Regions from separate parts of the Mus musculus genome. Here all the other regions are linked to region 6. Evidence: chromatin contacts called from public promoter capture Hi-C data. All regions are on one chromosome and are shown on one strand. Each heading gives the region's core, a stretch centred on a gene start, on an enhancer-like site or on the middle of the called end of the contact. The rest is flanking DNA. Distances are from core to core; before and after follow the strand shown.

What was found. Promoter capture Hi-C pulls out the DNA fragments that hold promoters and counts their contacts. Capture Hi-C pulls out chosen DNA fragments and counts their contacts.
Region 1: a contact with region 6 is called in a promoter capture Hi-C map of liver, with 5 times the contacts expected there. The contact joins the promoter of 4930578M01Rik here to the promoter of Cers5 in region 6. A contact is called at or near these places in 2 of 39 promoter capture datasets (hippocampal neurons and liver).
Region 2: a promoter capture Hi-C map of pre-B cells shows a contact between it and region 6, with 4 times the contacts expected there. The contact joins the promoter of Pou6f1 here to the promoter of Cers5 in region 6. A contact is called at or near these places in 1 of 39 promoter capture datasets (pre-B cells) and 1 of 115 datasets of contacts at active chromatin or transcription factors (microglia).
Region 3: a promoter capture Hi-C map of liver shows a contact between it and region 6, with 3 times the contacts expected there. The contact joins the promoter of 5330439K02Rik here to the promoter of Cers5 in region 6. A contact is called at or near these places in 2 of 39 promoter capture datasets (frontonasal cranial neural crest and pre-B cells) and 1 of 9 other capture datasets (liver).
Region 4: a promoter capture Hi-C map of pre-B cells shows a contact between it and region 6, with 3 times the contacts expected there. The contact joins the promoter of Slc4a8 here to the promoter of Cers5 in region 6. A contact is called at or near these places in 4 of 39 promoter capture datasets (the C10 cell line, hippocampal neurons, pre-B cells and 1 more).
Region 5: a promoter capture Hi-C map of liver shows a contact between it and region 6, with 2.9 times the contacts expected there. The contact joins the promoter of Prkag1 here to the promoter of Cers5 in region 6. A contact is called at or near these places in 2 of 39 promoter capture datasets (both in liver).
Region 7: a promoter capture Hi-C map of liver shows a contact between it and region 6, with 4 times the contacts expected there. The contact joins the promoter of Tuba1c here to the promoter of Cers5 in region 6. A contact is called at or near these places in 2 of 39 promoter capture datasets (hippocampal neurons and liver) and 2 of 115 datasets of contacts at active chromatin or transcription factors (memory CD8 T cells and microglia).

The regions. Positions count from the first base shown.
Region 1 is chr15:98,984,382-98,988,239 of GRCm38.p6, reverse strand. 4930578M01Rik (RIKEN cDNA 4930578M01 gene) reads right to left here and starts at 2,275. Exons shown (of 4, transcript NR_045991.1): 1 at 2,154-2,275; 2 at 410-483; 3 at 95-263.
Region 2 is chr15:100,597,695-100,601,576 of GRCm38.p6, reverse strand. It overlaps Pou6f1 (POU domain, class 6, transcription factor 1), which reads left to right and starts at 1,593. Exons shown (of 11, transcript NM_001304965.1): 1 at 1,593-1,814.
Region 3 is chr15:100,466,197-100,469,776 of GRCm38.p6, reverse strand. It overlaps 5330439K02Rik (a long non-coding RNA gene), which reads left to right and starts at 1,410. Exons shown (of 3, transcript XR_001781773.2): 1 at 1,410-1,476. Letmd1 (LETM1 domain containing 1) reads right to left here and starts at 766. Exons shown (of 9, transcript NM_134093.3): 1 at 532-766; 2 at 1-92. The coding sequence starts at 653.
Region 4 is chr15:100,759,864-100,763,255 of GRCm38.p6, reverse strand. It overlaps Slc4a8 (solute carrier family 4 (anion exchanger), member 8), which reads right to left and starts at 1,509. Exons shown (of 25, transcript NM_021530.2): 1 at 1,282-1,509. The coding sequence starts at 1,326. It overlaps Gm52175 (a long non-coding RNA gene), which reads left to right. Exons shown (of 3, transcript XR_003951485.1): 3 at 330-567.
Region 5 is chr15:98,829,494-98,833,322 of GRCm38.p6, reverse strand. It overlaps Prkag1 (protein kinase, AMP-activated, gamma 1 non-catalytic subunit), which reads left to right and starts at 1,815. Exons shown (of 12, transcript NM_016781.2): 1 at 1,815-1,893. The coding sequence starts at 1,885. Kmt2d (lysine (K)-specific methyltransferase 2D) reads left to right here. Exons shown (of 55, transcript NM_001033276.3): 55 at 1-1,654.
Region 6 is chr15:99,770,073-99,773,872 of GRCm38.p6, reverse strand. It overlaps Cers5 (ceramide synthase 5), which reads left to right and starts at 1,358. Exons shown (of 10, transcript NM_028015.2): 1 at 1,358-1,690. The coding sequence starts at 1,494.
Region 7 is chr15:99,027,661-99,031,287 of GRCm38.p6, reverse strand. It overlaps Tuba1c (tubulin, alpha 1C), which reads right to left and starts at 1,397. Exons shown (of 4, transcript NM_009448.4): 1 at 864-1,397. The coding sequence starts at 866.

The DNA.
Region 1 (3,858 bases), core at 1,026-3,525, 790 kb after region 6:
CTCTCCCCCTCCCCTTTCCCCCTCTCCCTTTCTCCCTCCTTCTCTCCCCATGTTAACTCCCTTGGCCTCAGTGAGCTCGCCCTCATAAACTTGCCTTTAGTATAATATAATCTGGCTTGAATTGGCTCAGTCCGCAGGTAGCAGAGACTTAACCTCTCACACACCATCAGAGACATTTGTCTGCTAAGAAATTTCTTCAGTGTCAGGAGGCAAAGGCCAGGAATCAAGAATGCCAGGGCTACGCCAAGAAACGCTCTTGCAGGCTGAGGTTGGAGAGAAGGAGAAGGGAAGGAGGAGGAGAAATCTCGTCACCGTGAAAAGGGGCTTTCTTAGCAACACTCCCTTTTCACGCTACTTACTAGTTGGTTTTCTTAGAAAAGTAATCTGACTTGGGCATGGTGAGACATACCTGTCCCTAGCACTCTGGTGGCCAAAGGAGGAGGCTGTCATGTTCCAGGGCACCCTGGCTACAAGGTAAAAACCCTGTCAACAAAACAAGAAGAAAAAAATGTGTGTGTGCCTCCCCGAATTCAATCCCTAATGCCTCAAGTCCATAAATAACACACAAAACCAAAAGGATATTTTAACGTTGTCCCTTTAAAAGAAAAGCATTCCAAACTGCTCTTCTCTGAGCTAAGCCTGGAATTAAGGCGAAGGGGCTTGGCTCAGGCCTCGAGCCTTGTCACATTCCACAAACACTTGGCCCATCTGCTGTCTGACTGATTTTCAGACCAGAAGTCACATGTGGCTTCAGCTCTTGACAGCTGAAGTTGTCTTCTTGTGGAATTGGAATTTCAGTTTGGGACTGGTTGGGATGAGTTCACACACACACACCCTAAAATCAGGTTCTGTGGGTTAGAGAAAGCTCTCTGAGCCAGGAGGGATAGGCGGACATTTTAGAAACAACACAGGCTTATTTGTTGGAAACTGCCCCCAAATCAGGCTTGTTTCATGTCTAGTACTGCTCATTGCTCGTGTGTGTTTTGGTTCCTACTAAATTTCATCTGCCCGCTAAGTATCCGCTTGTATTGTGTTTAGAACAATGGAATATTTGTGTGCTTCTGTGAGAGCTACACAGCAGGAGACTGGCTGCCCGCAGCTGCCCCAGCCCTCAGACAGCCCTGAGACCAGCCTGGTTAGCCCTCCTGGAGACCCTTCAAAGGCTCCCTTTCACATTCGAGGCTCAGCTAGAACAAATAAGCAGATGTCACCGGCTTATCTTTACGTTTGTAAGTTTAAAAAAAAAAGTTGATAAAATTTTTCATAATATTTGAAAAAAATATTAATATTCACAAATTGTGAATATTCATAATTCTGCCTTGTGTTGGTTGATGGCAGCTACCCCTACAGTGGGCATTAGCAAAGCTTTTAATCTCGGGGTTCGAAGTTCCCAAAATATGTTACCTCATATTTTAAAGAACCTCGATTTAAAAATCATAAGCGCTTTTGGGGACAAGATCTGTTTTGCACTTCATATTTTCCACACATACGTCGAGGCTTTAGACATGCAGCAGATATCCATGGAGTTCATGAGTATTAGCTAGATGCTCTGGCACACGATGGTAATCCCAGCACTCAGGAGGCAGAAGCAGGAGGTTCAGGAGTTCAAAGACAGCTCCCACCCCCACCCCCACCCCCATCCTTGAAGGTCTCAAAAGAAATAAAGCAACTAAGAAAAGCATTAAAGAGACAGCGAATGTGAGCTCATGCCAAGTTTAGGCCACACCATCGGCACAGTACAATAACGCAACATCATTTACTCCAAAAATACCCTAAGTGCTTTCCAGTCATAGATTATCTCATTTAGAAACTCAGGCTGCGGGGCTGGAGAGATGGCTCAGCGGTTGAGAGCACTGACTGCTCTTCCAGAGGACCTGATTTCAAATCCCAGCAACCACATGGTGGCTCACAACCATCTGTAAAGGGACCTGGTGTTTCTGAAGACAGCTACAGTGTACTCATATAAATAAAATATATAAATTAAAAAAAGAAAGAAAGAAACTCAGGCCGCGTCACAGGTGCGGCTGTGAGGGTTAAAGGGGGCTGCACTTGGAAAAGACCAGATGTCACTATCACCCTTTTTTTTTTTTTTTTTGGTTTTTCTGTATAGCCCTGGCTATCACCCTATTTTATATGTGACAAAGCTCACTCACACAAGAAACACCGCTAATCAACAGTCTTCCCGGCTGGCATTCTCCAGTTTTGTTACTGTTGTTTCTGTTTTGTTTTGGACAGAGTCTCCCGGTGTGGGACAGACTGGCTTCTTCAGTCTCCCAAGGGTTTGGGTCACAGCTGTGCATCCCCGTGTCCATCCTCCGGGACTTTCCAGGCTACCAACCACACCCATAGCTCCATTCCTTAACCACCCTCCCTCGAGCCACAGTGACGTGCTTCCTCTGAAAGACCATCCCAGAAGTGAAAGCGCTCAGTACACCAGGTTTGCGATTCGTTCCCTGGGCTACCTCACTTCGTGTTTACAACATCGCCTTTGTGAGTCGGCCACTAATACCTCAGGTGTAAGGAATAAAGGACTGGAGAGTGGGGGTTAACCACCCGGAGGCAGGGGGCTAACGATAAACGGTGAGAACACAGCGCGCCTGCGCTGGGTCTCTGCGCTTACCGTGCTGCTATGGGCCGCCTGCTTCTCTAGTTCCTCTGTGTTGTTAGTAACACTCCAGTCAGCCATAACGCGTGTGCCTGTTTCAACCCGCCCCGTGAATACAAACCCAGTTAGATGTTGGCTTGTGCCATGAAGTCATTTCAAGAGCTGAGTGAAAACAAGGGAAAGGTTCTGATGCTAGCCGCATCAGCTGGGAGGAAGAGGCAGAAACGTTTAAAAGGAGCTCCACAGGGCACAGAGAGGAAAAGGACAGACAAGTCAAACAGAAAATACAGCATGGCGCGGTTCCTGTTTCTAAAAGTCACACAAAACAAATGACACACTTATACACATACATCCGTGAAGACCGAAGGAGAAATGTTGGTAACATTGGCTCTCTGGACCGGGGCCTGGCTTAAAGTGACAGAGTAGTGACATTTTATAAGATAGTTTATTAACATAATGGGTATGTAAGAGAAAGAAGAACTGGGCGGGGGCAGAGACGTTGTCAGAAAATAAAAGATCAGAATAAATAAATCTAATAAACATTTAAAAAAAAGAAAAAGAAAATAAAAGATTACCCCCTTGCTGTAAAGGTTGTGGCAGGAACACACTAGGCTAAAGCCACTGGTCTGTGTCCATAGAGACAGACAGATGTCGGCTTAACCTCTCATCGTGAATTCGATGGTTTTCAATATTTAATATTTCTTACTTCTACCAAAAAGGTTCTCACATTGTGGCTCTCGGAACTGGACCAGCCTGGGCGGGGGAGGGGAGGTATCGGCTGTGTTTCTTTGTGTTGTTGGACTAATTTCCTTATCTACCAAGAGGAGAGGCTAGAAAGAGACAGGCTCCAGAGAGTGGTGTGAGGATTAAATGAGAGAATAAATGGACAATAACTCAGGCCACAGGGACATGTGGGCCCCAGCCCTCCCACTTCACCTGATCTCTAACTTTATCTTTAAGATAATTAAATGTCCCTCTCTGAGAACTTTTGTTGTTCATTACTAATGGCCTACATCAACGCCAAATTAAACGAATAAAGCCTTGGAAATTTGGTATAATAGCTTGACAGACAGGCTTCATGGATTTGAAGCTTTACATTGTGCAAATGTATCTTTCTAAGCATTAATAGTATGGTTCATCTATTAATTTTAAGAAATATATTTTACCGGATTTAAAAAATAATACATCTCTCTTCCCTGAGACATTCAATTTTTTTTTTTTTTTTGAGAAGTCAAATTTTTGATGTGAGAGAC
Region 2 (3,882 bases), core at 344-2,843, 830 kb before region 6:
TGTGTGTGCCTATATGTGTGAATGTGTGTGTGTTCGAGGATGAGCGGGTGTGCATGTGTTTGCGTGTGTGTACGCTCGTGGGGAATGTGTGGGGTGTGTCTCTGAGCATATGTGGGGCTGTGTAGGGTGTCTGGGGGAATGTATCTCTGTGTGGTGTGTGTGTGTGTGTGTGTGTGTGTGTGTGTGTGTGAGAGAGAGAGAGAGAGAGAGAGAGAGAGAGAGAGAGAGAGACTTTGTTGTTCAGGCTGCATCCTAATTCACAGGTTCATTCGGTTTGCTGCCTCTCCAGCAGCCGGTCCTACAGGTGGGACGGTGCCCGGCTCAGGCTACCTCTGTTTGTAAAACTAAACTGTATCGTTTGCCTAGACCGCAAATGGATGGACGCGCTGGGATAAAACCCCAAGCTTTCTGGTTCTTGACCCTTTAGTTAGTCTCACCCGCAGTGCCTCCTCCATGGCCCCAGGAAAACAGCGGACAGCCCAGCTCTGCGGCACCAGTAGCCAGCATGATGCAGGCAGCCTGGAGTGTACCTGTTGGTCAAACCCAGCCGATGCTGCTCCCCTCTCCTCCTGAGTGTGTGCTTCCACTGGAGACGTTTAAGGGACTGTCTGGCAAGGGCTCTACAGTTCATCATTTCTCCTATTGCTGCTTCTGCACGGCCTACCGAGATCATCCTAGACCACGGAAGCACGGGTGTGGGGTGAGGGCGAAGAGGGAAACACTGTTGGGAATCCACTTGGCTGCGTTGATAACGCTCTTCTCTGGTGACTCCCTTCATTCTTTCTCGCTCTCCTGGTCTTCCTTCTTTTGTCCATTATGTCCCAAACCTTCGTTCCCCTGGCCCCTAATCGGCCTCTGAGTCTCCCTCTACCTTCAAAAGTCAGTAGATATAACAAACCCTCCCCACCATCACGGTCCCCAAAACAGTGGCTTGTTTTTCTCCATCGCGTCAAACTTTGCCTTTCTTTTCACACCTTCGTGTGCTGCTTGACTAGCCCGCAGGCTGCAGGTGGGACCCCGCCCCTCCTGAAGGTGGGAAAGCGAGCTAGCTCAGCAGAGCGTCCGGGACCCTGGTCCCTCTGGGATGTGCACAGCTGCTCCGGAGACCCTGAGCCTTAGTGACGTCCGAGTTCCCTCTCCTTTACGGCCTAGAGGACAGACGTGAACTTGAGGTTGGCCGTTGAGAAGGGCAGTTGACCACCAGAGAGTCACGGTTGTCACTGCTCAATCCTCGGCTGAAGGGAAGGCGACACGGGGTCCCCTATCGAGACTCCAGTCCTGCTCTCCAAGGGGGCTGAGTCAAGCGGCCCCACAGGCCCTGGGTCCCAGTCCCCGCGAGGCCTGGGGTTCCTACCCACCCCCACGCGCAGCTCGCAGCTTCCCAGACCCCCCCTCCTTTTCCTGACCGCCGCCCCCGGCGGCTGGCGCGGGAGGTGCAGCATGCGGCAAAGCGCTTTGCATAAATTATGCTCATGACGCAGCAGCTAAAAAAATCCAAGTAGCAGAAGGAGGGAAAGGGGGGGAGGGAGGAGGGGGCGAGGAGGGGACTGCACCTGGCCGCCCCCGCCCCCGGCGTCCCGGCCCGTGCGTGGCCCGCAACCCACCGCCGCTCCGCTCTGCCAGCCCCGGCGGGGGGCTCAGGGGGCGGCGGGTCCCGAGTGGCTCCGGGCCGAGCGAGCCGGGCCGAGCCGCTCCGGCTTCTTTGTCTGCGGGCGGCCGCCCCGGCCGCGGCCCCCTGGCCCGGGCTGGGGGATGAGTGTCTAGCCGGTGGCCGCTGGGCAGCCGGGGAGCGGGAGGCTGGGCTTCGGGCTCCGGTGAGTAGCGGGGTCCGGGGCGGGGAGGGCTTTGCACGGAGGGGGAGGGGGCCGGGCAGGGGAGGTTTCGAATTTGGTTAATATGCAATGCCCGTAATTAGCATAATTTATATATTTATGATAAAGAGAGAAAAAGGCGCGGGGCCGGGGCGGCGGGCTGCGGCCCCGGAGGCTGGAGCTCTGGGAGTCGAGGGCCGCGCTCTGCCCACCTGGGGCCGCAGACCCCGGGCCGCACCCTGGTCTCCGGTCCCCGCGGACACTCGAGGAGGGGCGGCCGCTTGGGTGGACGCCCTGCCCTGGTGGGGGGCGGGGTGTCGGGGAGAGGCACGTAGAGTCCTGGATCCCGGGACGCTTGGGTTCCCTGGCGACCTGTCACCGCTACTCCGGAGAAAGGGCTGGTGGGACTCTGGGGGGCAGAGACCTCGCTGTCACTGGAAGGATGGGGGAATGGTGGGAGGGTCACCGTCGATCAGAGCGTGAGCACTTCATAAATATTTAATGACAGTATTAGTATTAATAATGTCATAAAACGGGCCCACTATCTCCTCCCGGGACATTTGCACCTGGCAAGGCTGAGGGATCTCCAGAGTGGCTTCTAAGCCACTTCAGCGCTAAGATCGCCTCCTCGGGCTTGGGTGGGAAGCCTGAAACCTTTACAGAGTAGTCGCTGCAGCTGGGCAGGAGAAAATGAAAGCCTGCTCAAAAGCTTCCCTAGGCCAAAGACAGGAAGCTCCTAGCAGACACAGAGACTGTAGCCTGTTGGCTCCCTGGCATTCCTTGCTCACAAAATAGAAGGCGGGGCCCCCAGTTCCATGCATATATACCCGTCGCTTTGGTAATCTACGACAGTCAACACTGCAAACCGGCATGCTGGGCGTGTATTCCGTTTTGATTGAAGTTTGTGAGCAGGATATTTCTGTGACTCGGGGGCCTCTTTACATATGTAAAGCAGAATCACATTCATTCCTTCTATGGTACTTCAATAAAAAAAAATCAGTGTGCGAGAGCCGCACTCAGACAAAGCCCCACCTGTCCTGGAAGGAGCAAGACAAACAAACTCGGAAAAAAACAAAAAAAAAAAAATCAGATCAGGTAAAGCCAGAGAGAGAGAAACAGAGAAGACACGCTGGTTTCTGTTTCTTCCTAGAGGCACTAACTATTTGGCAACTAAGAAAAGTAAAACTGTTGATGCACAGCTGTAACCCCAGCAGCCAGGTGTGAAACTGCAGCCGGAGGATCAAAGACTAAAGCTTGATAGTGAGACTGGGCCTTAAAAACTCAAGGCAAACAAAACAAAACCCCAAGCCAAACACCCATTTCTATAAATGTAAAACAAAAAGGGGCACTTGCGGTTTGATGGCTCAGCAGCAGGTAAAGGCATTGGCTGCCAAGCCTGACACTCTTAAGTGTGGCCCTTGAACCTTGAGAAGTAGAGAACAAACTCCTGCAAGTTGTCTGCTCTTCGAACACAAGCTATGTGAGTGCACCATGGCACTCGGGTGCGCCCCCCACACACACAGACACACACACTAAGTAATAAATGTCAAGAGGAAGGAGAAGGGGGAAGGAGGAGGAGGAAGAGAAGAAGAAGAAGAAGAAGAAGAAGAAGAAGAAGAAGAAGAAGAAGAAGAAGAAGAAGAGGAGGAGGAGGAGGAGGAGGAGGAGGAGGAGGAGGAGGAGGAGGAGGAGGAGAAGAAGAAGAAGAAGAAGAAGAAGAAGAAGAAGAAGAAGAAGAAGAAGAAGAAGAAGAAGAAGAAGAGGAGGAAGAAGAAGAAGAAGAAGAAGAAGAAGAAGAAGAAGAAGAAGAAGAAGAAGAAGAAGAAGAAGAAGAAGAAGAAGAAGAAGAAGAAGAAGCAAAGAAAGAAGCCAGGCGGTGGTGGCACACATCTTTGATCCCAGCACTTCAGAGGCAGAAGCAGGTGGATCTCTGAGTTTGAGGCCAGCCTGGTCTATATACAAAGAACCTCTGATCCCCTAAAACAAACCGAAAAACATAACAAACAAACAAAAAAAAAAAAAAAAAAAAAAGGAAAGGAAGAAAATAATCTGGGCCCAGAGCTCAGGAGAG
Region 3 (3,580 bases), core at 161-2,660, 700 kb before region 6:
GGTACGATCCGTTAATCGCTCTTGTCTTGGTCACCACGTAAGAAATCAAGTTCTTCACGTCCGCCTTCGGAGAAAGGTGAAGCTTTGAAGACCTACAACGAAGACCAAAGAGACTATCTGCGAAGGAGTAGAAGCCATTCGGTACGTAGGACCCCTCGGTAAACATACGGTTTCTGAGAGCGATTGCCAGAACTCTTCTGAAAACCCAAGCTCAGGGTTAGGGTTGGTATGAGAGGGGCAGATCATGCAGAAAGGTGTGAGCGTGGAGCGTGCGCAAAGCCTGCGGGGCCAGGAGAATGCAAGCTGAAGCCATGGAGAGATGGGAAGGGGAAGCTGAAAGATGAGCTCAGGATGTGCGGGGACAATCGGGTGGACACGGAGTACGGAGAGGGACAGGGACGGGCGTTCGGTGGGAATCCTGCATGGAAAAGCAAAACCCAGGGCCCAAGGCAGGGGATCCCGAGAGGCGGAGGCTGAGCCGCTGGAAGGGCTTCTACATCAAAAATGCTCTTCTTTCTCCAGGGCCCTCACCGAGGGGCTCGCCACGCAGGGCCAGAGCGGCCCAGCTGCAGCCTCCGGGTGACAAAGGGTCCAGGGGCGACAGTCGAACCCCACAGAGCAGCCCGAGCCCAGCACACCCTGGACAGCGCCATCTTCACAGCAGGGGAGGGAGCGCGGAGAGAGGTCGTCTCCGGGTCAGAGTGCGCCCCGCAGCACGCACGCGCCGCCCCTCCACGCCGACAGGCGGCTGCGAGCCGCCCCGCGCCCCCCGGGCGAGCCCGGGCGGGGACCCGGATTGGACGCGGCGACGCTTCCGCGCGCAGGACCGGAAGCGAGCCTCCCCGAGGGAGCGAGCGCCGGCCCAGCCTGAGGTCGCTATCGTGAGCCGAGGACGGCGTCTCCTTGAGGAACCCAGTGCCCTCGTCGGTCCCTGGGGGCTCGGGGCCGCGGGCGCTGCCCTTGACCTCTGTGGGAGCCCGGGGTCGTGGCCCCGATGGCGGCGGCGCGGGGTGGCGCTGCGCCCTCTAGTGGCGGCGGCCGGCAGGGCTCCGCCCTCCATCAATCTGGCGGCAGGTGTAGAACCCCTTTCCAACCCTCGCTTTCTGGTCCTCACGCGCCCTTGTCACGGAGTAGGTGCGCGGTGGATATTTTTTGGAGAAATGACTACTTGAAACTCGGAAGGGTTTCTAGGCGTCCAGCTGTCCGCGAGAGTCGACGGCCCTCTTGTGTCCATAGGCATTTTAACGGACGTGAAGCACGCTGAAGCCATGCGTCTGCAGTCAGGTTTAGTGTGGGGGACCTTGGACAGGTCACTTCGGTGAACTTCATGTGGGTTGTACCTGTGTTGCAGAATTCTGTGAAGATCGAAGGATGAAATGTTTGCATGTTTGCAAAAGCTCCCACGTCTGTAGAACATCTCCGTGTTTGGAGGGCTGGTGGTTTGAACAGTTGCAAAGCTGTTCTCTGCAAGAGGAGGTAGGTAGGTAGGATAGAAAATGACCAAAAGATGGGTTCTCTCGGTTCTCAGGTAGCTTCTAAGTCCCTCAACTACGGTGTCTCCGGCTCGCTAATAGAACTCCCAGGAGACACGAGCGCAGTCACAGACGGTTTTCTAACAGAAATGGAAAGGCACTGCCTGGGAGAACAAACTAAAGGGAGGGCATTTTGTGTAGTCCAGGGTGTGGGGGGGGGGGCGGGGGGGGGGAGGTCGTCCTGGGTAAAGTGCTGAGTAAGCTTAAGGACCTGAGTTCAATCCCTGACTCTAACGCCAAAAGCTGGGCACGGTGGTCTGTGCCTATGACCGCCTCCCCACCCCACCCCCAACACACCCACGTCCTGGCCTCTGTGCAGGGGAACCCGGAGCTTCTTTAGAGCTGAGACCCAGGCAGGAGGAGCCCTGGCACTTGCTAGCCAGCCAGTCTAGCCAAGTTAGCAAGTTACAGGGTTAGAGGGGACCCTGTCCAAAAAAAAAAAAAAAAGATATGTGCATATCCAACACCAGGCATGCGCAAACATGTACACAAACTACAAAAAGAAAAAATGTGATACGGATTCTACGGATTCATTTCCTCACATAGCTGCTGAGTATTTCTTCTTCCATTCCCCTTCCACTGACATACAGGTAACGAGTGTGTGTGCACACAAGCTCAGTCTCTGTCTGTCTCTCTCTGTCCAGCCCACAGTGCGTACATTTATAATCCCAGCACTGCAGTGGGGAAGGTGAGAGGTAGAAATAGGAAAATGTCCAGAATCTCGGAGGCCAGCTTGTCTGGAACGCCCTGCAGGGAAAAGAGACTGAGAAAAGACCCTTTCCCAAAGTGGCAGACAGGACAGACATCTCAGGTTGTCTTCTGACTGACGTGTGGCATTCATTATACATCCACTCGGACGAACCACACACGAATGCTCACATACATGCACAAAGATAAACATTTAAAAACAAACAGGACCGGAGCTCTTGACTCTAGCTGCATATGCATCAAAAGATGGCCTAGTCGGCCATCACTGGAAAGAGAGGCCCATTGGACACGCAAACTTTATATGCCCCAGTACAGGGGAACGCCAGGGCCATAAAAGGGGAGTGGGTGGGTAGGGGAGAGGGGGTGGGTGGCTATGGGGGACTTTTGGTATAGCATTGCAAATGTAAATGAGCGAAATACCTAATAAAAAATGGAAAAAAAAAAACAAACAGGAAATATACAGCTGCAGAGGTGGTGGCCAATGCTGAGCCGGCTGGGTTCGGGCTGGAACAATGTGTACGCACACAGATGAGTTGACCTGGAGAAGAACTGAAACTCTAGTTGTCGGAGTCAGAACAATTGAGAGGCCTTATAGACACTGGGAATCTATTCACTGATTCGAGGCTTTTAAAGTGAGAATGCCCACGGCTTTCCATAGTAAAGATGCAAGGAGATGAAGTGACAGGCATCGCCTGGGAGTTTATTAAAGAAAAATCTCTATTTCCCTATGTGGAACTGGATCTGCTTCAGTGTGTGAGCGTTTTGCTTATGCTTGTGCCTGTGTGTCAGAAGCAAGTGAGTTTCCTGGAGATGGCCCACGGTTTTTCATGGCCTGCAATGGGTGCTCTCTGAGATGCAGGGTCCTCAGAGACTTCAGCCCAGGATTGCTTCTTGCTGCTGAGATGCCTTTCCTGTCGCTGTTACATAGCCCAGTGATTCCTGGGCATCAGCCCACACTATTGATCAGGATCGATATGAACATGTGGTAATGCTGTGCAGACCCGAATTGATGATTTCATAATTCCTGATCATGATTTTATAGAATTCCTAAATTGAAATAAGTAATCGCACTCCTCTATAGAATACAAGCTGCAGATAGAGCTCTGTAAACCTTCATGTGTCCTGGGTGATTGCACTAGGAAAAGAAAGCAGGCTTGGAACAGATCTACAGTCAGGGAAAGCATTATGTCTAAGTGAGTTGTGAAACCACTGTCTGGCAACTAAAGGTCATAAACGGGGAATGGACAGTTTATTGTAGGTGCAAGGACAGAACATGAAATACTGACTGGCTCATCCATACAGAACTTCAAAGCTAATGAGACCTAAGGCAGACGATTCGT
Region 4 (3,392 bases), core at 260-2,759, 990 kb before region 6:
CTTCTAGCCAGGGTATGGCTCAGTGGTAGAGCCTTTGCATAGCAAGTAGAAGGCAGTCCATCCCCAGAACCGCCAAAGGCAAAAAAACCAACCAACCAAACAAACAAAAACGCTAATTCTCCTTTTCTACCAGCTGGAAGAGGCAAGAGCATGGCCTATTTTTGCTCACTGTCTCCCAAACAAAGGTTGACTATAACATAGCATGTCATAAGATCAGATGGGGAAAGGTTTTCCAAGATCTTAGATCTATTTTTGTGACTGGCAAGCAAAGGCTACTTGCCGGGAAGAGGGGCAGGGTGTGTCATGCCCACTTCATTCACCACATGCAGGAAGTTCTCCATGCCTCCTCCCAGAACCCACTCCTGATGTCAACATGGCATTTGCTTCCAAGACCCGCCACCCTTCCTGCTTCGGTACTAGTCTCCGGCTCAGCTCCCTTCCCTCCTTCAAACCCTCTTGGCACAGCAGTAACCACACCTGATCGGGTTTCACAAGAAAGCCGGTGTGAGAATTCAAAAAGCTACTACTCACTGGATATCACACAATAAACTGTGTTTCACGGAGTCCTTAAAACAGCCTTGTGAAGTAAACCGTACACATATTTCCATTTTAATAGATGGGGAAACCGAGGTTCCAAGAGACAGGTAGCTTACTCAGATCGCGAAGCCTATGAGAAGCAGGTTGGAACCTGTACCCACTGACCCTTCACACCTAGTCCAATGCTTCCTAACATTAGCCGCCCCTGTTGTTCTAGGTAAGGCTGGTGGTGTCGGCGCTGTTGACACCTCACGGCTCCCCTGGTTCATGTGCATCCATACCCAGAACTTGTCAGCTGTCTGGGCAGCACGGAGGGATCCACAAAGCCGGCTACATTCTCAGGGCTGTTCCCAGCCTCCCGGTCTTTGCAAGGTTTCCTCTGAGTCACTGAGGAAACAGAGTCAAAACACAAAGACCCGCGCAAGGTCCCTGGATTCCCTCTCGTCCACCTACAGCATAACTAGGCAAGGCCAGAAGCCGGTGTGGGCCGCCAACCGGGACCCGCGGACAGAGGTCACTGCTCCGGGACACCGGGCAGCCGGCGACGCAGGGGATGCTGCAGTGCCGGCGGCTCCGGGCTCGGCCCAAGGTCACCCTCCCCGGCCACCCGGAGCGCCCCCTGGCGTCCCGTGCGGGCCTCCCCCCTGCCCTCGGGGACACGCCTGGAACCCCGGCTGGGGCAGGAGCGGGGCGGTGGGCAGAACACCGAGGCTGAGCCGGGGAGGAGCGGGAGGCGGGGCCCACCTGATAGCTGAGGACGCCGTCCGGCTCGTTGCTCCCGGCGGGCATGGCCGGGCGGAGCCTGGTCTCGCCGGTAGGTTCCAGGTTGAGCTGCAGCAGTCCGCGCCCTGTAGTCCAGTGTGAGACGATCGCACGCGCAGCGACCCCTACCCTGGATCCAAGGATCGGTCAACCATCAACCGGCGCCACCTTCATAGCCATCAGCCCGCGAGGCGCCCGCAGCAGCCAATCAGAGGGCGCCCCGAGCAGCCAATCAGCGCGCGGAGCACGGGAGGACGCTGTCCGGCGGTACCCTGGGCTACCAGGAAGAAGGGAGGAGGGCGCCAGAGAGCCAACCCCCTCCCCGCGCCGGTTGCCTTAGAAACCGCCTCCCCCCTTAGGGGGCCTCCGGGCTCCGAGGTCCTTCCTACTGCTTGCTAGGAACTGAAAATCCCTGCCTCTGTTTGCAGCTGCACCTGACTCTTGGGAAAGTGTCAGGTTTACCTGTTCTGATTTTATTCCTCGGAAGATGGGTTTTAAATTAATAGAAAATTTCCCTCCGAAACCAAGATGGCAGGAGGAAGTAATGAGAAGAGAGAGCCTTCTAAAATTACTTTTAACCCTTGAGTTAGTGGCCAGATTGAAGAGCGTTAGAGAGCAGCAGACAGGAAGCAGTCAAAGAGGCTGAGACTCGGGTCTCCCCAGTCTAAGACTGACAGCAGACAGTGGGGGTTGAGCTGAGGGTGATTTCAACGTGTCCAAAAGACATACTGTAAGACGAATTATTGTTCAGCAGCGGAACTAACCGATCTGAGGCGAGGTTGGAAAGTGAGGAGTAAGGCATTCGACTTGATCTGAGTTTAAAAGGAAACAGAGTAGGTTAACCATCCGTAGCTTGAGAGAAAGAAAGGGGCCTTTGTCTTCTGTCTCCTGAGAGTGGAGGTGAGTCCAAGCCATTGAGGGGAAAGGGATCGTGGCAATCAATCTCAGCCTCTGCCAAAACTGCAGAAAGGAGCATGACCCAGTACATGTCAAAGTTCAACCCTTATGGTGGTGCAGGCTCATCTAGCCCTCAGGAGGCTGAGGCAGGATAGCAGCAAGTTCAAGCCTGCCTAGACTTCCTGGTTAGACCTTATCTCACACAAAAATATTTTTTTTCAATCTCCACATATCATCAGTACACACTGTAATCAAAATAAGAAACAAGATTGGGCCTTAATGTCTCTGGAGCTGGGGAAATGGCTCGGTCTAAAAAGTTCTTACCATATAAGTGTGAGGAGCAGAGTTCAATCCGCAGCACCTAGGAAAACTGGGTCTGGAGGCAAAAGCTTGTGATCTCAGTGCTGGGGAAGGTAGAGACGGCAGAGTCCCCGGAGCTTGCCAGCCAGCCTCAGTCTCAACCAATCCATGATGAGCTGCAGACTTGGTGGGAGATTCTGTCAGAGAGTGCTGGAGAGACAGCTCAGCAGCTAAGGGAACTTGTTGCTGTTCTAGAGGACCTGGGTTGGGTTCCGGGTCCTCCATGGAGGCTCATAACCATCCAGAATGCCAGTCCCAGGGAATTTTTTCATCTCTTCTGAGCTCCTCAGGTGCAAGAAATAAATGTAGCACACAGACATAGATGCAGGCAGAACACCAATGCACATTAGAAAAAAAAAAAAATAGCCTCGCAGTGGTGGCACACACCTTTAATCCCAGCACTTGGGAGGCAGAGACAGGCGGGTTTCTGAGTTTGAGGCAGCCTGGTCTACAAAGTGAGTTCCAGGACAGCCAGGGCTACACAGAGAAACCCTGTCTTGAAACAACACAACAACAACAACAACAACAACAACAACAACAACAATAGTGGAGAGCTATTGAGGAAGGTGTCTGCCATCAAACTCTGGCCTCCACATGCATACTTATACATGAGTACACACATAAATGTGCACATGTACACACTCACACACGCATGTGCATGCATGCACATCATTTTTTAAATAAGATTTAAGTATGTGATTACACTGTCGCTGTCTTCAGACACACACCAGAAGAGGGCATCAGATCCCATTACAGGTGGTTGTGAGCCACCGTGTGGTTGCTTGGATTTGAACTCAGGACCTCTGGAAGAGCAGTCAGTGCTCATAACCCCAGAG
Region 5 (3,829 bases), core at 566-3,065, 940 kb after region 6:
CGGGGAGGGTGGGGGGTATTTATCTATTTATACATGGGATTGTACATAGTCTTGTGGGGCATGGGGGAGCCGGCCGGAGGTGAGAGCCCTCCCCTCTCCCCCTACCCCCGGGGAGAGCAAATGTAAAACTACTAATTTTTGTGCTTTATATATTCTATATAAATATATCTATTTTCTTTTTACAAAACCAGTTTATAAATGGTAGGGGGGTGTGGGGCGGACACATGGAGCTCCCCTTGTGGGGGGGCCCCCTCCATTACCCAACCTACCGCCCTTTCCTCCCCCCCCCTCCCCACCCCCTGGCTGTGACTGCTGTAAGGTGGGGGTATAGAGAGAAGCTGGGTGATTCTTACCCGGGTTGTATAGTTGGACTATGTTATAACGCACAAAGTGAGCTGGCCCCAGGGGGAGCCAGAGGGTGATGGTGCCCTTATCTTCCTTTCCCTTCCTTTCCCCCCCCAAGCTTGTGCTGCAGACGAACCTCTTCCTGCGGGTAGCGGTAGGGTAGAGGGTGTGTGAGGCCTCAGACCCCTCTCTGGTGGAGCGAGGGGATGAAATGACGCTTCTATGCAGTTCTCTCCTAGGGGCTGTGGGCAGAGGGCATTTTGTAATTACTATTTTCAAGAATCAGATTATCTGGATTGTAGAGATGGGCTGGATGGTGGCAAATGGGCAGGCCTGCTGGAGGGGTAGGGCGGTTGCTGTTGTGATTTTAGGTTTTTGTTTTGTTTTAAATTTGGGGGATTGTGGATTGATGGGGGTAGGGAGATTTTTGGGTTTTTTTTTTTTTTTTTTTTTTTTTTCTGGCCTTTTTTTTTTCTTTTCTTTTCTTTTTTTTTTTTTTAAAGCTGCTTCCTCAACTGTTTCAAGCTGCAAATGTTTGAGAATAACAACTCCCCCACACTCCCACGGAAACCATTGTAATTAGACTAGACAGTGGGAACCTGGGCTTGCTGTCCCCAAAGCCACAGAGCTGAACGGTCTAGGCATTAGGTGGGGGAGATGGTCTCCTGTGAGTCAGGCTCTGGTTGGGGTTTGGGCCCTAGAACTGGGAAAGGAGAAGGGGCAGACTTTGTAAGCATATGCTAGGTATCCGATAGTCCTGTAGAATTTAGTGAAGAAACCTTATACAGTTTTTAATTTTTATATAAACTATAACTCAGACCCACGCTACAAGGTTGGAATTTTGGTTGTTGTTGGTTTTTTTTTTTTTTTTAAAGTACCCTGCCTGTATAATTGCATCAGAATCCCACCCCCAACCCCGCCCCCTGTGTTTGTATTTTGGGTTGGTTTACACTTGCACTCAATTTTCAGTTTCTCCCTTTTTACCTTCTACCTTCACCTCCAGGACCCTCCCCCTTTAAAAAAAAATAAATCGCTGACAAGTGTGAACCCGTGAAGAACTTTCTTTTGTGTTGTGTGTATCCTGTACAGCAAGGTTGGTCCTTCGTGACAACGGATGAAATGGTTCCCTTTTTTAAAGCGCTCTCTCTTCCTCCACCCCCAGCGCCCCTGTCCTTGGCATGTTTTGTATCAGCGATCATTCTGAACTGTACATAATTTATGTTGCGAGAGGCAAAGGGCAAGTTTTGGATTTTGCTTCTTCAAAGTTTGTTTTTAAACGATAAATAAAAAAAGAACATTTTAAATACAAGTGCCTCTGTCCCATGACCCTCGCCGTTGGCCAGATCTTAAGGTCCTGGAGAGCTGGGAGAGGAAGGTTACCCAATAAACCAGGCTCAGCCACCGCCGGAAGGGTGGGTTCCCCGCCTTCCGCCCTGCGGCTGGGGTCTGACGTAGGCGGAAGTGGTGCGCGGCACCGGATGTGGGGCGGGGTCTGGCGCCAGGGAGCTTTCCAAGCTGAGGAACTGGCGGGCGCTAGCAATGGAGTCGGTGAGTGGCGCAGGAGGGCGGCGGGGGGCGCTGTGGAGCCGGAGACCCCCCGCTAGGAGCCGGGGAAGGCCGGCCCGGCTTGGCGCTGGAGTCCGGGACTCCCCTTCCTCTGCTCGGGTGGGCGCCTCTCCTAGGTCTGGGCCACACCCGTGCCCGCCCGCCCGCCCGCCCGCCAGGGGTCCGCGGTACCCTGAGAGATAGGGAGCGGGTTGTGAGCTTGGAGCCCCCTGCCCATGAGTGCCTCAAGTCCTTTCCGAAGTTTGCATGAGAGCGGGGTTGTGATCCCGCGTATTAGGTGAGCGAGCCCGGCTTGCAGGGAGCTCCAGGACCCCGTTTGTGCGATTGCTTAAGCAATTGTTGGCATCCTGCGAGGTTCCATTCCTTTACTAAGCCCGAGAATTGAATTTTCCGCGAAGGAAGGAATCCAGGAGGCCACTGTGTCCCCTGGACAAGTTTAGGTCGTGTCCTGATCAGTGACGCTGTGCATGCGTGTTGACAGCTCGTTCTTGGCGAGCACCGTCGGCTCGGCTCTTTACAGATGCGGTAGGTTTATCTGCTACTTACTTGTTTGACCGACCTCATTCGCAGGAGCTTTCTCTGCCACTCCGAAGGCCCTCCCATCGACTTCCTGCTCCGTAGTTTTTAACCGAGTATCTTCTGAGGGCAGCTTGGGGTTTGTCTTCCCCCACCATATATCCATGTAATACTTGCAGGTTCGCTCTTCTTAGAATTGCGTTTTCTTTGAGTCAGTTACTTGGCCTGGAGTAAATTCTCTCCCCCTCCCCCCCCCCCCGCCCCTTTGTGTGCAGAGGAATAGTGTAACTTAGTTTATAAAGAAGGAAGGATAAAGTGGTAAAATGGTATGCAGGTGGTCCTCTAACCAAGGATTTTGTTTTTCTACAGAGAAAGCATTCTCAGCAAAAGTAGTTTGATTACATTAAATTTAAAACAACACGTTTCTAACTTGTAAATGTATTATTTACATTATAAGTGAACTGTGAGTATATAGTTCTAAAGCAACTTTTCTCTATATTTACGAATTTAGCCCTTTGCTTTATATATACTGGAGTACAGAGAGACAGAGATGAGAGGTACCGGGAAGGCTGTTAGTTAAGGTAGACTGTAGTAAGTACTGTCCTTAGGGCTTTTTTTTTTTCCCCTCCCCTGAGACAGGGTTTCTCTGGGTAGCCCTGGCAGCTGTCCTGGAACTCACTCTGTAGACCAGGCTGGCCTCAGAACTCAGAAATCCGCCTGCCTCTGCCTTCAAGTGCTGGGATTAAAGGTGTCCTTAGGATACAGACACCTGACTAAAGGAAGGAGAAATTACAGTGAGCCTAGGAGCAGAGTTCAGCCCATGGCTCAGTAGTGTTGAAACTAGATTTTGATGATAGTGTAAGAAAAGGTGGCTAAAACCAAGTTGGAAGTCTCTCTCTCTCTCTCTCTCTCTCTCTCTCTCTCTGAGACAGGGTCTCAGTAGGTAGCTCAGATGGTCTGCACAGTGTGGCTATGAGCCATCACTCGCTTGGGCTGTGGGCTTTTATAGTAAGGGGGCCAGTGGGAGATTTATGAGCAAGGCAGGCGGTGTGCTTGAGAATATTCTTAACAGCTTTCTGTGAATAGACGAAACCACTTCAGAAAGGAAGTTTTGTTTTGTTTGGTTTTTCTTTTATTTTGAAGTGTAAGAGAGAGAGAGATAGACAGAGACAAAGAGTGAGTGAGAGTTGGAGTGGGGAGGTGCATGGAAGGAATGCAGAGGCAAAGGACCATTTTCTGGAGTTGTTTTCTTTCTACCCTAATGTAGATTTGGGGATCAAACACAGGTCACCTGGCGTATGGGGTAAGCTCTTTTACTCACTGAACCACCTTCCAGGCCTTGGGAGGTATTTTCTCCAAATGAGCTACTTTGGCTAGAGAACCTGATCAAAGTCTAAAGCAA
Region 6 (3,800 bases), core at 109-2,608:
TCTGATCCCCTCTTCTGGGGGTGTCTGAAGATAGCTACAGTGTACTTACATATAATAAATAAATAGGCCAAAGCGATCTGGGCCCAAGCGGGCTGGAAACAATAAATAAATAAAAAAATAAAGTTGAGGTGGTTTGTAAGATAAGGAAATGAGAGTTCTGGAGTCTAAGTATTTTCTTTCTTTTTTTTTTAAGATTTATTTATTTATTATATCTAAGTATACTGTAGCTATCTTCAGACACTACAGAAGAGGGAGTCAGATCTCATTACAGATGGTTGTGAGCCACCATGTGGTTGCTGGGATTTGAACTCCAGACCTTCGGAAGAGCAGTCGGGTGCTCTTACCCACTGAGACATCTCACCAGCCCCTCTAATTATTTTCTAATTACAGCTGTTGGTCTATATGACTTTGGGCAAACTATTCTGCCTCTTTGGACTTCAGTTTATTCCTTCATAAACTGCTACATGACAGATGTCATTAAAACTAGCGGTCATTTATTTTCCTTTTGCCTTGTTGCTTTTTTTTCCCCCCATTACCTTCTGCCTCAAGAGGGGAGAGGAGGAACCTTTTGTCCTGTACTGTATGCAAACTGGTCTTAAAAGGAAGGGACAATTCTCTCCCTTTGGTCACCCAAGTGCGGAGCCGTCAGCTGTGAAACACTACCTCCCACAGACACTCAAAAGGGAATGGGGGTGGGATGGGGAGGTCTCATGAAGTTCATTTTGGCCCTGAACTTGCAGAGAACGACCCTGAGCCCCAAGTGGGATTACAGTGGAGGCTGGAATTACAGGCTTTTAATGTAAAGATATTTCAAAGCCTTGTGTTTTCTCTGAGAAAAAGTGAAGGTAACTTTTAAGGCCTAAAGCCAAGGAGGGGGGTGGAGATCAAGGAAGTGCAAAAAAGGAGAAGGAGGAGTAGGAGGAGGAGTATGAGGAGGAGGAGGAGGAGGAGGAGGAGGAGGAGGGGGAGGAGGAGGAGGAGGAGGAATCAACTAGGATGAACAGCACAGCCGGCTGGCTGGGACACCGGGACTGTAAGTGATGATCAGGAACGTATAGCCGGGCCGGGAGCCAGAAAGAACTTGAATCTGCTGGACTAGGAAGAGTGTTTCCAAAAGGGAGAAACTAGCCTGAGGTAGGGGTGTGACCATGGTGATGTCGAACCTGCTGAAAGAAACTGGGCGTGGCTCGGGCTGCAGGTGAGGGGCGTGACCAGGACAGGTGGGCGTGGCCAAGAAGAAATGGGCACGCGGGGCGAGGCCGGGACCCACATGAGGGGCCTGGGCTGCTGCGACGGAGAAGTGGGCGGGAAGGCGGGATGGGCGGGGAGGAGGCCATCCTTGCGGGAGAGGCGGGCTGGGCGGCTGGGAGGACCCAGGGACGGAAGAGGGTGGCCGTAGGCCGGGCCCCGCCTCGGGGCCGCCTCCCAGCGGGTTCCTTTTGCCTTGACTGCCTCCGAGGCTGTGGCGGCAGTGGCCGCCGGGCGCGCGTAAGATGGCGACTGCAGCAGCGGAAACCCTGGGCCTCCTGTGGGGTTGGCTGTGGAGCGAGAGCTTCTGGCTGCCTCAGAACGTGAGCTGGGCGGACCTGGAGGGCCCGGGCGACGGCTACGGCTACCCGCGCGCCCAGCACGTGCTGTCGGTGTTCCCGCTGGCAGTGTGCATCTTCTCCGTGAGGATGCTGTTTGAGCGGTGAGCGTTGCTGCGCGGGGCCGGGGATGGCGGGGGGTAGGGGCGGGACGCCTGGGCCGGAGACCGAGGGCCGGAAGCCGAGGCGGCGGGGCGGGGGAGCCGGGGAGCCCGGGCCGCGGCGGGGATGCTCGGAGCCCGGCGACGCGCCCCTGGAGCCTGCGTGCGCGCAGACCGCGCGAGTCTAGGGTGTGGGCGAGTGAGAGAGAATCGAGGGGAGTGCTGGGCCTCAGAAGTGCAGATCACAGAGTCGCATGGAGCTCTCGAAGGCTGCCTCCCAATCTCCAGGAACCCAAGAGTGAGTCGTGCTCCCGCAGTGCCCGGCGAGAGGAACGGGAAGGGCCTGGGAGAACCAGAATTAGCTGGGGTCCTGGAAGCTTGTGGGTTCAGTGCAAGCGCCAGAGCTTCCGAGCGACGTAGGTGGATGCATGAGATGTAATGTTTGCTAAAGTTACTTTACTTCTGGGGTTTGAAACAACAGGATCAGTTAGGCCCCAAGCCCTGATTTGTTAGCGCGTGAACGTGTTAGTATGACAGCAGACGTCTGGCTAGGATAGGGTGTGGTGAAGCCTGAGGCTTCCAACATTTGGGGAAGGTGTCAAGAGGAACTGCTGAACGGGCCTTGGAAGCCTGAGATGGGAGAAGTGGTCATTTTGAAGGCGATGGAGCCTGAGACTTTATTGGAAACAGCTTTGTGAACCAGCTTCTAAGGTGGTAGTATTCACAACATACTTTGCCCAGCTACATGCTCTGGGCAGAAGATCCCCCCCACCCCACCCCCACCCCGTTCTTCAAAGGGCTAGTCTTATCTGCTGCCAAAAAGACACTGTTCTTCAAGGATCTGATGCGATCTGTAATGAGGATCAATCATAGCTGTGTTTTTGATAAAGCTTACTCAAACTCCAAGGAAGTACTTTCCTCGTAGGCAGAGACGCCTTCTGTAAAAACCTTATCTAGAACAAACACGACACTGATGCCAGAATTCCTTTTCTAGTGTGGAGATGTGGTTAGACAAAATAATCCATTACTCAGAAGTATCTGTTTTGGATTACTTCTTTGATTTGTCTACAAGGGTTTTTTTTCTTATATCCAGCTAGTCACTAATCTGTATTTAGTAATACTATTTATCTCTTCTAAAAGTGCTATGCCAGACACTCAGATGCAAAAAGTAAATATATAATAAATAGATTAAGTGAAACTCAAAGTCTTTTCTGGGCCCCCAAGAATTTACAGTTTTTCAAGATAACCATCATTATCTTAAGTATCCCTGAGGTGGAGGTGGAGGTGCAGGCTTAGGAGAAAACTGGATCCTGCTATTCTCTTCCATAGTGAGGGCTGAAAATGAAATGCAAGAACTATCAAGAAAAGAGACAATCCAATACACTTTTCCATTGTCATAAGAATAGTCTTTGTTTCTCATACAGATATATAACAAGCTTTGTGACTTACCTCTGCTATCGGCATACACACACACACACACACACACAGAGTATATATTCCAATTCTAAAGGGTTCCCCCAGATGGCTGGAGACTATTCCCTGGAGGAGTCACTGGAAAGGATCCTTCCCCTATGGGAATTCTGTCTGCATGTTTCTATGGTACTCCAGTGTCAAGGGGATGAACAGGCATTCTTTCTAATGTGATATTTCTTATCCAGTAAGGACAAGCAGCTTGTTTGTTTAGTGTGTGATCTTAGGAAAAGTTAACCCTAGAAACAATCTTGCTATTTTGTTTCCCTTGAAGACCAGCTATCTCAGAAAGTGCTTGGAATTGACTGCTGTTCTGTGTGCTGTCTTCCATAAAGGAAACAGAAGCTATTCTTAAAGTACAGTAAAAGCCTGTCTAAGGGGTTGGAGAGATGGCTCAGCCATTAAGAACTGTGCCAGAAAACTGTGCCTTCCAGTGTACCTGCTGAGTTTCATTCTGAACACTCACATGGCAGCTCACAACCATTTGCCACTCCAGTTCCAGGGGATTGGAGGCCCTCCTCTGCCTCCACAGCCCTGGATGTGATGCACACACTTCTATGAAGTGAGAGCATCCATATATATAAAATAGTAAAATAGGGAGTTTTTCTGGGCATAGTGCACAGCTAGGCAGATCTCCGAGTTC
Region 7 (3,627 bases), core at 148-2,647, 740 kb after region 6:
AAACCAAAGTGCAAGCCAAGTGGTTTGCCTTTCATCTCAGCTCAGGTAGCAGAGGCAGGCAGAGCTCTGAGTTCCAGACCATCCTGGTCTACAGGGTGAGTTCTATTACAGCCAGAGCTACAAAGAAACCCTTTATCGAAGGAAGGAAGGAAGGAAGGAAGGAAGGAAGGAAGGAAGGAAGGAAGGAGAGAGAGAGAGGGGGGGGAGAGGGGAAGGGAGAGAAAAAAACCCGCTGTTGGTAGTTTACTCTAGCTTTAAATTGAAAAAAAAATTTTTTACGGACATTTTTTCTTAACTGGGCTAAATATAAATATGCCGTTGAAGTAACACTAAAAACTAGGCTGGCTTAGGGGATCTGACGCCAATTATTCCCTCCTACGGAGGAGCTCGCCTTCTCAGGTGCACAGCTGCAGCTGGAAGGGCCGGGGACTGGCCACAGGTGACTCAGCAGCGAGTCACAGGGCGTGGAGACGGTGCCCGGAAGTATTTGCTCAGTCCTGTCCAGAGCGCACGAGGTCCTCTGGGCTATCCCAGCTGGGAGAGCGACATCATTTGAGGAAAATGGAGACCTTTGAGTTTCTCCAAACTCTCGTGATCATTGTGAAAGTTCCCTGCCTTTCCGGGAGCGACCGGCGGCCGAGACGGGATGCTCTCCCAGGAGGATCGAGACAGAGGATCGGGACGAGCCCTCCAGCCCAAAGCGACACTAGTTTAGTGGACTAGGCTCTCACACCCCAAACGCCAGAAGCCAGTCTAACTGGAGGCGGCCGTCGTGGGGCTATTGCAGGTATCGTCTCCCGGGCAGCCCTCAGCTCCCGCGGTCCCTTCAGACGACCTCGCCGCTACCCCAAAGCCATACTCACCATATTTAGTCCTTGAAGTGGTCCGCGAAAACTGAGGAAGTGAAAAAGGGTGACGAAGATCTCCCACTAACAGACTACCAAGGAGTCCGGGGGAGAAGCTGTGTAAGGTCCGCCTCCAGGACAGGGCTTATATACCCTGGCCGGGCCACGCGTCGGGAGGGCGGACACCGGACCCCGCCCCGGGCCGCAGCGAAGCCGATGATTGGCGGGTTCGAAAGTTCAAATCAAACTCCGTAGAAGGAGCTGGAAGTGGGAAGGGGAGGAGACACCCAGGGTCCACGCCAGGGCCAGGTGGGGCGGGGAAGAAGGTGGGGAAGGCGATTGGAAGTTGGAGGACAGCGAGATCTTTGTGGAGCTCTGGCCGGAAGAAAGTCCCAGGTAGAGAGGGGGGCGGCCTGGCTCAGCCACCGGGGACTCACAGCTGATCGCCGCCGCACTTGTGGCTCGGTCGCCCCACCCAGGCCTTGGAGCCCGGAAGAGTGAGCCAGAGAGGTGACCCGGGGCTGCCGGCAGGGTGGTGACTGCGACAGCTTCAGGGGGCCAAGATGGAAACGCCCAGTCAACTTGACGGCACAGTGGGAGGGGTGGAGCTGAAGTTAGCTCAAGCCAAAGCCGGTTACAACATCACCAGGGTTGCAGCCCCTGAAGGCAATCTTTCCTAACCTAGGTCTCAGTTGCCTCCAATGGGTCCTAAGCACCTTACTCTTTACTCCCGCCTTCTAGAAGGCTAGCCCTCTCCTCCTTCCTCCCTTCTCCCCACCCTTCCCCCAAGTCCTGAGGATATTTGCCAGAGCATCCCGAGCGCCCTTTTATTTTCGAAGGCAGAGTCTGCCTCAGCTCCTCTTTAAGCAAACATTCCGAGTCTTAAGAGCCTTAAGAGGCACAAAATTATTCGGCCCATTATGAGAGGAACTCGTAACTCCCCCCCGCCCCCCAAGATGGGTCCCCGCTGCAGTGCTCAAGCTAAACCCAGGCGATCCACACTAATTCCTTTCTCTGCGTCTGTGGGATGCAGAGTTCACTCTGTAGTACCACATTCTCTCTGGCCCAAGAGCCCGGGGGCTCCTCTCCTCATTTTACAGTCAAGAGGAGAGGAGAGTTCGGGAAACAAAGCAGGCAAGTGTCTCCACCGCGGGAGACGTTGGACTTCCCTGCCCCACTGCCCTGCACTAGACAGACTTGTCTGAACAACTCCGCAAAGCAGATTTCTCAGAAGTGCCATTCAGTCCTGCTGAGGAGATAGACAGATCCCTGGGAAAGTTTAAGGAACTGGAGTGGTGTGCTTGCTTGTCCTCTTCATACTAAGGAGAGAGAGACAGGAAGAGCCTGGAGCTCACAGGCCAGCTGCTCTTGCAGTATCAGAGTTCAGTGAGGAACCTTGTCTCAAAAAAAAAAAAAAAAAAAAAAAAAAAAAAGGTGGAGAGTCATAGAGGAAGACGGAACATATTGACCTCTGGCCTATGCACGTACACAGAATCTCTCTCTCTCTCTCTCTCTCTCTCTCTCTCTCTCACACACACACACACACACACACACACACACACACACACAAATTAAAAAGCCGCCCTTATTTGAATGTGATGATGCATACCTGTATTTCAGCAGGCAGGGGACAAGACTGGCAAATTTGATCCAGGCTACTTTGTTTCAAATAGAAAAGACTAGAATGCCAGGGATGGCTGTGAAAAGTGGTACAATACAGGCAGACAAGATGGCTCAGTGGTAAGGTCATTTGCCACCAAGCCCGAGGAACTTGGGAGTTTGACTCCCAGGACCTATCCAGTGTAAGGAGAGAACCAACTGTAACTGATTAAATTATCTAATCTTTATACCAATAAAGTACCAGAGGCTTAAACTATGGTAAAGACCTGCTAGCTCAGCAAGGCAACTTTCTTTTCTTTTCTTTTTTTTCTTAACTACATACAAAATATCTATTTACAAGCCTGATTCCACAACTAAACTGCTAGCTCTTTAGAAATTTCTTTCTGGGGCTGGAGAGATGGCTCAGTGGTTAAGAGCACTGACTGATCTTCCTAGAGGTCCTGAGTTCAAATCCCTGCAGCCACATGGTGTCTCTCAACTACCTGTAATGAGATCTAATGCCCTCTTCTGGTGCTGCCTGAAGACCGCTACAGTGTACTTAGATATAATAATAAATAAACCTCTTTTAGCTACAGTGTACTTAGATAAATAAATCTCTTTTTAAAAAAATAAATTTCTTTCTGAGTCAATCTACAGAGCTAGTCTACTTTTCTCTTGAGCTCCTCCAAACCGGAGAGGGCTTCTTAGCTCTCTTTCCTAGAATATTGTTTTACCTGTGTCCTGCCAGCTGTGTCTCTGTTTTCCTGTAAGTCAAAGAGAAAAATCCCTAGCCCTTACTTGGAGCTCCTTCCATAAAGAAGACTCTTCCAAGCAGAGAGAGAGAGAAGGGGAGATGGGAGAAAGAGAGTACTGGAGAGGGAAGAGGGAAGGGGAAAGGGGAAATGGGAAAGTGGGAAGAGAGAGAGAGAGAGAGAACCTCTCCCAAGCAAGTTGCCTTAAAGTTAGCAGGAACTTTCCATTTTTTAGCATTCTTATCTAATGAGGCTTTTAGAGGCGCACCTAAACTGCATCTCTACAGGACTCATTTAGCCGCCTTTGACAAATGCAATTATCTATTTAAACTCTTATATTTTGCTAACAATTAGCTTTTCTATGTACAATAATCAAGTATCCTGTAACACTAATTCCCAAAAGTTGTCCTCTGACATCCATACACATGCCG